Regions from separate parts of the Pan troglodytes genome. Here region 2 is linked to region 1. Evidence: chromatin contacts called from public Hi-C data. All regions are on one chromosome and are shown on one strand. The core of a region is the stretch at or near the end of the contact, and the rest is flanking DNA. Distances in the headings are between cores, read along the strand shown.

Region 1 (5,531 bases), core at 2,125-4,624:
CTTTTAGGTGAGATGCATGTCTCTATTATTTGAGATGTATTCTCCGGCTGAGGAGATAACATGTGTGGGATTTCTTTGGCTCAATCTTCATACTCTCTGACCCCTCTCAAATACCCCAGCTTGTATTTTTGCGTATAGTTTAATGGCACGCCCTTCCTAATCCTGCCATTTTGCCTAATTCCAAACTACCTTACTTTACTCACCCCAAAGCACTCCCAGCCTTAACCTCTTGTCCCAGTTTCCTAAAATATAACTGCTCTTGTACGGAATGGTGCCGCTGGACTAAAACTCTGACGAGGAATTGCTGTTCTTCAAGGTCTGGTCTGTATCAGGGAGCCCACGCCCTGCAGTTAAAAGTGTCATAAAAATGGACTGATAAGTAGCTAGAAGCAGAATGCTGTGTCTACACAAATTACACTGCATTGCAGGGTACAGTTTGGAAGTTCAAGCAAGAATTCTTTATGAAAATGAATGAGCTTACCGTAGCTTGACTGAGGATATCATATACTTAACAGTCACTGGTAGAGCACTGCCTAAGAGTGTGGGTATTTTATGTGCATCTCAGTGACTCCTTTGAAGTGTTTCTTGATTCTTTTCATTAGGCAAGATGAAGTCGTCTCTATGGCCATGTTGCTGGCTTTTAAAAAGATGCACATTATATGTCAGCAACTACAGTATAATGCATTTACTTTGTGTGAGCACAGCAAACCACTTAAGAACACACTTTATTTTGTAGACACACTGAATTTACCCTTCAAGTACTGCCCCATGCCACAGAACTACAAGTCTTGCCACATTATGGCTTTCTCTTATAATTATGCTCTTTAGCCTGTTCATGTATTAAGAATAAATTAGGGGCCGGGTGCGGTGGCTCACACCTGTAATCCTAGCACTTTGGGAGGCCGAGGCAGGCAGATCACTTGAGGTCAGGAGTTCAAGACCAGCCTGGCCCAACATGGTGAAATGCTGTCTCTACTAAAAATAGAAAAATTAGCAGGGCATGGTGGTGGCCGCCTGCAATCCCAGCTACTCAGGAGGCTGAGGCAGGAGAATGGCTTGAACCCGGGGAGTGGAGGCTGCAGTGAGACAAGATCTTGCCACTTCACTCCAGCCTGATTGAAAGATGAAACTCCATCCCAGGAAAAAAAAAAAAAGAATAAGTTAGGTAAAGAGAAGAAAATAAAGTGCAAAAGTAAGTGCCTCTTTTATGTGTTCAGCACAGCCTTTATTCTGTGAGGTCAGTGTCTCTCTTACAGAGGAAAGAAGTGAAACATTTAGCCTGAATCCTGAGAACCAGGAACTTCTCAAACATCTTAGTTTGCCCTCTCCCAGTGTAAATGAATTGCACACTTTCTGAAGTCACTTCTGTATTTCTCCAGTGCAGACCACTTTGTACCTACCTGTTTAATCAACATCTTCCCCTCTTGAGTCTTGGTAGGGTCTGGATCTTTCAGCTCTGTTGGATGCTCATGAAGTGTAACCAAAGTTTCCCTTCCTTTTTTTTTTTTTTTTTTTTTGTTTTTTTGAGACAGGGTCTTGCTCTGATACCCAAGCTGGAGTGTAGTGGTGCGATCTCAGCTCACTGCAACCTCCACCTCCCTGGCTCAAGTGAGTCTCCTGCCTCAGCCTCCTGAGTAGCCGGGATTACAGGCGCCCACCACCACACTCGACTAATTTTTGTATTTTTAGTAGAGATGAGGTTATACCACATTGCCCAGGCTGTTCTTGAACTCCTGACCTCAGGTGATCTGCCAGCCTCGGCCTCCCAAAATGCTGGGATTACAGGTGTGAGCCACCGCGCACGGCCAGTATTTGTTCAAATGATTTCTCTCCACTTAGGGAAGAGAGAAAAATAGGGCTGGACTACCTGCACTTGGCAAGGGCGGAGTGGCAGAGTAGACTTGCCTACCAGCGAAGCCAGACAGCCTTTGGTTCCAATCTTAGTACTACCACTTTTCAGCTGAGGAACCCCAGCAAATTGTGAGGCCCCCGAGCCTCAGTTTTCTTATCTGTAGAATGGGGATAATGATGCTCTCCTCATAGGATTGCTTAGCGCTGGGTAGGTCCTTAAGGAATGTCCATTGCACTCCCATCCCTCTACAGCTTCCCCCAGATTCTATCCTCTTAGGAGGCATGGGTGTCACTGGAACATGAGGAAGAATTCCCTGGATCCTTTTTTCCCTTTCCTCACACAGAAGCCAAACCTCAAATACACATCTTCCCTCTCTGTCCACACCCACAGCAGCAAAGAGGAGAGCCAGGGATCTGGGGGTGGGGGTGGGGGCCCATCTTCCTCCTCTCGGTGGGTGGGGGCTCGCAGGCTGATTGGCAGACGACCTTCACTGGAGTCAAAATAAACTGCCTTCCTGGGGAGGGGATAGAGGGCGAGAGAAGCCGCAGGTATTGTGTTTTTTGGGGGAGGGGGGTCCTCTTCCTGTTCCATTTCACTGAATTCTCCCCACCCGGCATGGCCCTGGGAGGTGACCATAGCCCTGGCTCCCCGAGAAAATACCCAGGTCAAGCTACAGGACTGACTGGGTCCTAAGCTATTATACTCCCAGTTAAAAGATTTTTTTAGCCCGAGGACTATCTCGAACTCCTTCTATCTCAGTGAATGACTCACTGGAATCGGTGTAAACACAGGTGTATTACTGGCCTGCGGAAGACTTGGATGTCCCAGCACGGTAGAAGGCCAGGTCCCTGCAGTGCAACGCTTGCATTCTACATCCAGAAAACTAAAGTTCAAAGAGGTTAAGCAATTTGCCAGAATCCTGCAGTCCAGGGACTGAGCGGAACCTGGAATCCGCCACCGGGACTTCCAGCCCTGCTCCCTCTGGCGCCACCCTCTTCCCAGAGGTAGGGAGAGCTCAGGCTCGCTGTGCTCACGTGGCTTTCAGAGCCCGCCTCGGACCCTGACCTGTATTCCACTCCCGACCCCACACTTCCTCGTTTCCCCTTCCTTCTCCCTCTCTTCCCAGGGTCCCGCAGGGCCGGCTGGATGAAGTGATGCCGGGCACCTATACACGCATGATGGCAAAAGGAGGACTGCAACGCCAGAGCTCGCCCCTGCAGAGCTGTGCAGGGTCCCCACCGAGGAGGGGGTGCAAACGGGTGCTGGGCTCGGGGGTCAGCCCGCGCCAAGTCTGGGGCTGGGGGCGGAGCCTGCCGGTCCGGGGCGGGAGGGTGGGCAAGAGAGGGAGTCCCGGGGCCTGGAGACTTTGGAGGAGTCGGGGCCCTGGGGGTAGGAGACCGCCGGGTGGGAGCGGCAGGCGCAAGCCGGGCGGCGGGGCGCGCGGGCCAGGCGGGGCGGGGCGGCGGCAGGGACTGCGGAGGTGCGGCGTGAGCTGGGGCGGGCGGCGTCACCGGAGGCGGAGGGGGCGGAGCCGCGCTCGCAGCTGCCACCCGGCCGCCGGGCCCAGGCAGACGCCACCCGCCCGCGGCCGGGCACGCACCGCGCGCAGACCTTCTGCGAACAATGCTCCGGCCGGGCGGCTGGCGGCTCGGAGACCGACGGAGGGGCCAGGGGAGCGCAGCCCAGAGGTGAGCCCGCGACGCGCTCTCCAAATTCGGCCTCTTTTTGTCTGGCGAGCGTGGTCGCAGAGGGGAGCTTTGGAGGGGCGCTGCGATCGCCGAGCGGGCGACCCCCGGGGTGACAGGCGACCGCTCGGGAAGTGGGCAGTGCCGGGGCCGCGTGAGCCCGGGGTGGTGCCCGAGGTGCAGGGAGGCGCCCGGCCGGGAGGACCGAGGAGCTGGAGGGTGTTTTTGATTCATTCGAGAATCGCGCTCTTTAAAACGGGGAAACTTTCCTACGAGTTCCAGGAGGGAGGACCGACTGTTGGGATGGTTTCTCTGGTCTTGCTGCTCTGTCTGCGGCCGGAGGCTGAAGCGCTTTGAGGACTGCTTTCCACCGCTAGAGTATTGTCAAGGGGGAGAGACGGAAGGCCGCCTGGCTGCTGGGACCAGGACCCGGGGGGATGGTTTGGGGGTGCAGGGTAGCTCCCAGTATGCAGCAGCGGGGCTCCAGAGGCAACGAGATGATGCCCTTTTCCCCGAGCCCTGGCTGAGCCCTCTGAAACGCATGCTGTGAGCACGTTATTAACCTTTGCTGGTATCCGGGGACACACACACTTAGAACATAGAATCCTCTGCTGGGCATGGAGGCGGCCGGGCATTCGCAGCGGAGAGCGCCAGCTCACGGTGTGTGCGTTTCTCTCAGGTAAGCTCTCCCTGCACATGGTTTTGCAGAGCCGATAGCAAAGCCCAGTGGTCTAGGGGCGAGGAGTTTTGCGATGCTTTCAGTGCGGAGTCAGGTTCAGAAGGCTTTCCTGATCACTGGCCTGAACTATCCTTAACAACTCCTCTCCCCTTCCCTTTCTGAGAAGAAAATTTGACAGAAAGCCCTAGGGAATTCCGCAGTTATTTTTCTCCTGAGGTCTGATTGGTTTCGACTGTGGTGGGTGCAAAACCACATTCCTCCCTCTGAGATTTTCTTTCTTTCCTCCAGCACTGGAGGAAGAAAAAAGAAAAGGAAAAGTTGGGTGAATATCGTAATTTACCCTCTGCGTGAGTAGGGAGGCAGGGGGCTAGTGGGTGGTAAAGTTGTCACTTTCTCCTTTCTGCCTGGTCAACCCTGGCCAGTGGAGTGTGCTGAAGTTCAGACACTTTCCACACATATTTCTTTCCTTTTACTGGCGTTGCATTAATTTAACTGTAACATACAGAAAAAAATTTTAGGTGAATGTTTTCTGCAATTCTGTCACTTCAGAATAAGGCATAAGCAACTTCTGATGTAAGTCTGAGGGGGTATTTTGGGCCAAAATATTTAATCTTAAAGATCTGGCCACCTTGATTCTTCAGATTCTTTTTTGAAATGGGGTGGGAGTGTATCTGACAGCTTCAGTCTTGCAAACTGTAGCCACAAATCTAGTGCAGAAGTTTGCAGAGGCAAAGACATTTTTTTCATGACTTGGATCAGAAAGAATGCTGAGCTCTTTTTTCTAATCTGACACTGCAGCCTCCTACTGAAATGGGGGGGATTTGCATAATTCTGGGGGCTGCCTCCCCTCAGAAGTAAGGAATGTGGGCTGGGAAGTGCCTTCCCCATGCTGTGGAGAGCTGGCACTGCTGCGCCAGGCAAGGCGAGGCAAGGCTTTGTGGGTGCCACTTGTGTTTCTCACCATCTTTTACTTAAAACAAATAGGAGATAATTCCAGGCACAGAAGTGCAACGGGAAAAGAGTTTTTTTTTTTTTTTTTTTTGGCTGCATGCGGTGGTAAATTCTGTTTGCTGCGACTGAGAAACCAGTTTTAACAGGATGCAGTGAGTCAATGACAGTGGGAAGCCCAGGGCTTCATTTGTTCTTTTCTTATTCAATGACTTCCCTTTAAAAATCTTTGCGTCCATCCGTCCCCGGCAGTCGTGTGATGAAAGTTGCCTCTAAACATCCAAGGATTTCTGAGCTGAGAATGGGAGCAAAGAGTGCTCGTAAACTGATGAGACATTCTCAAGGAAACTTCCCCCACGCTAGCAAT
Region 2 (5,287 bases), core at 58-2,557, 210 kb before region 1:
ATGTTGGTGGGCTTTGGATCAAGCCTAACATCTGAGAAGATGGTAAGATGAATTTGATTTACATTTCTAGAAACTGATTTTTTTCCCCTCAACTGATAAGTTAGCTGACAAAGGGGAAGGAAACAGGTCAACTATAGTTTGATACCAAATTACCCTCATTATATTAAAAGAATAAAGTGATGACTTGAGCTCATGTAGATCAAAGAGAGAATGTATTGTCACTATATTCTTGTTGTGGACATTGTTTGACCACAGCGTCGTGAAGAAGCTGGAGCTGACATAGCTGATTGACCCACATGAATGTGGAAGTCGGGTTCTCCCCAAAACATGCTCAGTCAGGACCGGGCCACAGAAGTGAGGCTAACCTGGGCTTCTCACCTGAGAATAGTAACATCGTAGTAATGAAGGCTGATGAAGCAATAGAAACAGGTGTTCATCAGATATTTTCCTAGAGATCTCCGGATCTCAGCCCACCGAGGCAATATGATCATGTCAAAGTGATTCTGCCTCCCCTTCCCACGATCATGATGCAACTTTTGTTTGTTTGCTTCTTATTTACTGAAGGAGTTAAATTTTCAGTTTCCTCAGGAAATTATGCAAAACCTCATTTCCTGTAAAAAACACATCCCAGAGATTCAGATTTTACATCAAAAGTAAATATAAGGGATTGAGATTACTATCTATATTTTGAGCTGAGTCAAAAATTGTCAAAGAATGTGATTAAGTATGGCTATTTAAAATAAAGTAACAATTATAGAATACGTCTTATTTCATGGACTTTGGAACGCAAATACACCAGAATACAAGGACACTCATTTTTTTCCCTTTGTTTTGTTTTATTCCTCTCTCTCTCTTTTTTTCTGTCAGTATGCAACTAGCTGAACAGTTTTATAAATAGAAGGAAGTATCACCATTTTAGGAAATATAATAGAGATAAATATGGAACAATAGGAGACAGGTGCTAGATAGGAACACGTGGGCAGTCCTGTGTCTGCCATTAGCTATTCATGAAGTTCTGGGATTCCCAAATACACATCTAACAGTGATAGTCATACAGCTCAGAGGGAATCAGGAGACATCCTGGAGAAATAATTGTCTATGAGAAATTGCCAACACCTAAGTATAAATTAAATATAATCTTGACTAAGCGTTCCCTGTCATTAATCATTGTGCAACGTCGCTCCCATGACCTCCGGGCAGCATTAAACTCCAGGAAACTTTCCTGGCTCTGTTCTAAAGACGTTGTGTCTGGGCCAGGAGACTGTGGGAAATAGCTTCTGCCCAGAGGATGGGGGTGGGTCTGGTATTCGACCCACCCCTCGACCCCTTCAAGCCCCAGGAAGACAGACATTTCCACAGTCTCTGGGTCTAAAGATGACTAAGTCACGGGAGTAGTTTCTCATGCTGTTTCAGTGCTATCAGCTCACAAGGAATCTGCAAACACCACAGAGACAATTCCCTCTGGAAATAAGGCTCAGGCAGTCTGCTTGGAGAACCAGAGACTGAAGAATCCTGAACGAATATCCAGAAATCATAATGCTATCTGCTTTGAAAGTAGTATTCCACACACAGCTTTAGTTTACAGTGAGTATTCACAGACAATTCAGGGACCTCCAAGGATTCAGAATTATATACCGTGGCAAGATTGTACACTTTACATCAGGGACAAAATGGTGCTAAAGTCCAAGCCCAAGCGTTCTCCATTTCGGTGCACACTGAGTGATTTCATGTTCTCTCTTATTTTGCCACCCACTGAGGGAAGCGGTTAATTTAAAAATATGAGGTTACTCCCCAGTCACAACCACTGCCCTGGTTTCCTGCCCGGCCGTGCTTCAGGCGCTGGGTGCTCGCACGACCTTGACCAATACAAAACTAAATCAGTCAAGACTCGAACACAAGTCCTGAATTTTGGCTCTTGTTTAAACCTCAGAATCTGACCCTCCCTCCACGTGGCTCCTGTCCTGCCCTGCAGTGCGTGATATTATTTTTGTGCACTCTCCTCTCTTTGCCTTGCTTTGGCTGCTGCCCTATCTGATAGAGACCTAGGGTTGGCTTTCACTCAGTTCCATTCCAAAGCTGGAAGAGGAGGAAAACAAGCTAGTTGCAAACCGTTCAGATGGCCTAGTCCAGGTTTAAAAACATTGCATCATGCACTCCTGTGGATGCAGGGCCAGCCGTCTAATCCTATTCTCTACCAACAGTTGGTGAGGGCTGGAAGTTGGCCAGTAAGCCGGTCATGTGTCCTGGGGCCAAGGATTGCATTGGATTGTTTTCCATGAAGGGAGTGGGTTCCAGGAAACTCAGTAGTGAGGAAAGCAGGGAAACGTTGCAAATATGCGGAATCTGAAGTGGTTGAGCCTGAAAAGAGGCATCCACACCAAGGTGGCAGAGACGGCCCTGAAGCACTGTCACAAGAGCTGCAGATCTGAGGCCAGATGATGGCAAAAGGCAGTTCCATGGGTTAAAAAAAGAAATGTGTGAAAAGTGCTTTAAGAAAAATTTTTGTGGATAAGCACTCAAAAAATGGTAGCTGTAAGGTTAATGTTTAAAGTAAGAGAGTTCTAGACCGTTCTTCTGTCCTTGTAATCATGCTCCTTTGAAAAACCGTATTTTTTTTCTGCCTATCTAGTTTCCACGTTAGGACAGGGGTAGTTCCCCATTAGGATTAAAACAAGCATTTTAGAGTTGGATTGCCTGGATTTGAGTTTCAGCTCTGCCATTTGCCAGCTGTCTGACCTTGGTCAAGGTAACCTGTTTGAGTCTCATTTTCCTAAGGTGGTAGAACGCACCTCCTAGGGAAGTTGTAAAGTTTCAATGAGATACTTGGTGACAAGCCTTTTTCACAGTGACAGGTATTATTATTTTTGAATATTTCTTGTTTCTACTCTTAAATTTCCTTTTTTTTTTTTTTTGTTATTTAAAAAAAATGGTAGAGATGGGGGTCTCACCATGTTGCCCAGGCTGCTCTCAAAGTCCAGGGCTCAAATGATTCTCCTACCTTAACCTCCCAAAGTGTTGAGAGTGCAGACATGAGCCACCACGCCCAGCCAATCTTTCCCCTTTTATAAGAGTGAAATAATATATGTGAAATATCTGGCATAGTTCTATATAAATATTAGCAGTCGTTATTATTATTATTAGCCATAGTAATGGTAGTAGTGGTAGTAGTATATGTGGCATAGCTTGCCTCAGATTACGCAGAGAGTTCACGACAAAGCTGAAGTTAAAAACCAGGCCTCTGAAATCCCAGCCTATAGAAGATTTCATTTAAAGATGGTACCAAGGCCGGGCACGGTGGCTCATGCCTGTAATCCCAGCACTTTGGGAGGCTGAGGCGGGTGGATCATGAGGTCAGGAGTTTGAGACCAGCCTGGCTAACATAGTGAAACCCTGTCTCTACTAAAAATACAAAAGTTAGCCGGGCAGGGTGGCATGTGCCTGTAGTCCCAGCTACTCGGGAGGCTGAGGCAGGAGAATCGCTTGAACGTGGGCAGCGGAGGTTATGGTGAGCTGAGATCGTGCCATTGCATTCCAGCCTGGGCAACAGAGTGAGACTCCATCTAAAAAAAAAAAAAAAAAAGATGGTACCAAAATGCCATCTACCTTTGCTCAATGAAATCAGTTCCTGTTCCTGTTTATTTTAGATAGTATTTAGCAGGAATTCTCAAAGACTTTGACTTCTCCATTGGAGTATCTCCAGGCCGCAGTGCAAATTCCTAGGAGACGCTTCTCACTCCAGGTTTGGAGTATTCCCTTAAATATATTTGCATGGATGAAACTGGAGGTAATTACCTTACATGAAACAAATTGGAAACAGAAATCCAAATACCCTATGTTCTCACTTATAAGTGGGAGCTGAATGGACATGTGGACATAGCGAGTGGAATAATAGACATTGGGAACTCAGAAAGGTAGGAGGGTTGGCAGGGGGTGCGGAGGGATGAGAAATTATCTAATAAGGACAATGTACACTATTTGAGTGGTGATTATACTAAAAGTCCTGACTTTAACACTGTACAATATATCCATGTCACAAAACTGTGCTTGTATCCTCTAAAGCTATAAAAAAGTGTACATATATTTACTGATTATATAAATATAAAAGACCATTCTTTTATCACTTAACATTTTCACTTTAGCTTTAAATCTCCAGCAGGCTGCAATCGTTGAAGATCTGGCTTTTTAATATACAGGATGGGGAGCAATGGGTGAGCAAAGGATGAATACTAACTCCTGTCAGTGGTCTACACTCTGGGTTTTCCCTGCGGGCCAAACACCACCCAGGGGGTGGCACTTGGAGAGGTAGGAAGGATTTAGAACTGTTTTTAAAAAATATCTTACCAGGTAAGAGATTCTTTAGGTTTCCGAGTTTCTAGCCTACTCGCTAATACCAGGGAAGCCTCCTAATCTTAGGCTTTCTGATGGAGGCAGGCGAGTCCGAGTCACCAGGAGGAGATTCTTAAAGCTGCAAGTTGAAAGAGGCTCAGTGGTTATGTAAAACTGAGAGGGGAATCTAGAATGAGTAACTATTTAAGTTGTTGTAAAATATGGATCACCTTTGAGAGTGAAAAGACAATTCTTAGTAAATATGCTTGTGACAGCCTTTGAAAATCGATGTAATTCACCATCAAAGAGAAAAAACATATGGCCCTCCCCATAAATGCAGAAAAAGTATTCAACAAAATTCAACATCCATTTATGATCAAAAGTCTCAGCAAATCAGGAATAGAAGGAAATTTCCTCAATATCATAAAGAATATTATTAAAGAAAGTATGCTGATAATATCATACTTAATGGTGACATATTGAATACTTTCTCCCTAAGATAAAAGATAAGGATGTCTGCTAGCACCTCTTCTATGCGAGGTTTTATTAGAGGTCCTAGCTGGTGCAATGAAGCCAGAAAAGAAAGAAAAGTCACAAAAATTGTAAAGGAAAAAAATAAGACAATTATAATGGCAGACAATATTATTTGTGTATAAAACCTCAAGAAATCAACAAAACAAATAGTGTATTTAATAAGGTTGCAGGATACAAGGAGAATATACAAAAGTCATTTGTATTTCTAAATACAAATAGTAGCAAACAATTAGAAAATAACAATTCCATTCACAGTAGCACCAAAACGAAAAAGTTTAGGAATAAATTTAACAAAAGCTATACCACTATGGTGAAAACCAAAACATTGCTGAGAAAAATTAAATAAGGCCTAATAAATGAAGAAATACATGATATTTGGAACACTCAATATTGCCAAGATGTCAATTATTCCAAAGATGATCAAAGA

What was found. A called contact is a pair of places that touch in the nucleus more often than the background predicts.
Region 2: a Hi-C map of stem cell-derived neural progenitor cells shows a contact between it and region 1, with 2.5 times the contacts expected there. The contact joins the enhancer-like site here to the promoter of PRAG1 in region 1. A contact is called at or near these places in 1 of 7 Hi-C or Micro-C datasets (stem cell-derived neural progenitor cells) and 1 of 1 datasets of contacts at active chromatin or transcription factors (stem cell-derived excitatory neurons).

The regions. Positions count from the first base shown.
Region 1 is chr7:14,369,325-14,374,855 of NHGRI_mPanTro3-v2.0_pri, reverse strand. PRAG1 (PEAK1 related, kinase-activating pseudokinase 1) reads left to right here and starts at 3,374. Exons shown (of 6, transcript XM_001136236.8): 1 at 3,374-3,540.
Region 2 is chr7:14,578,686-14,583,972 of NHGRI_mPanTro3-v2.0_pri, reverse strand. No RefSeq gene overlaps it. Among named protein-coding and RNA genes, the nearest start is that of CLDN23, 100 kb to the left of the region's middle. Within about 2 kb of position 1,307, at least 6 of the 24 cell types and tissues checked have an H3K27ac peak or open chromatin away from gene starts, as enhancers often do. A contact at or near this core is called in stem cell-derived neural progenitor cells, where this site is marked.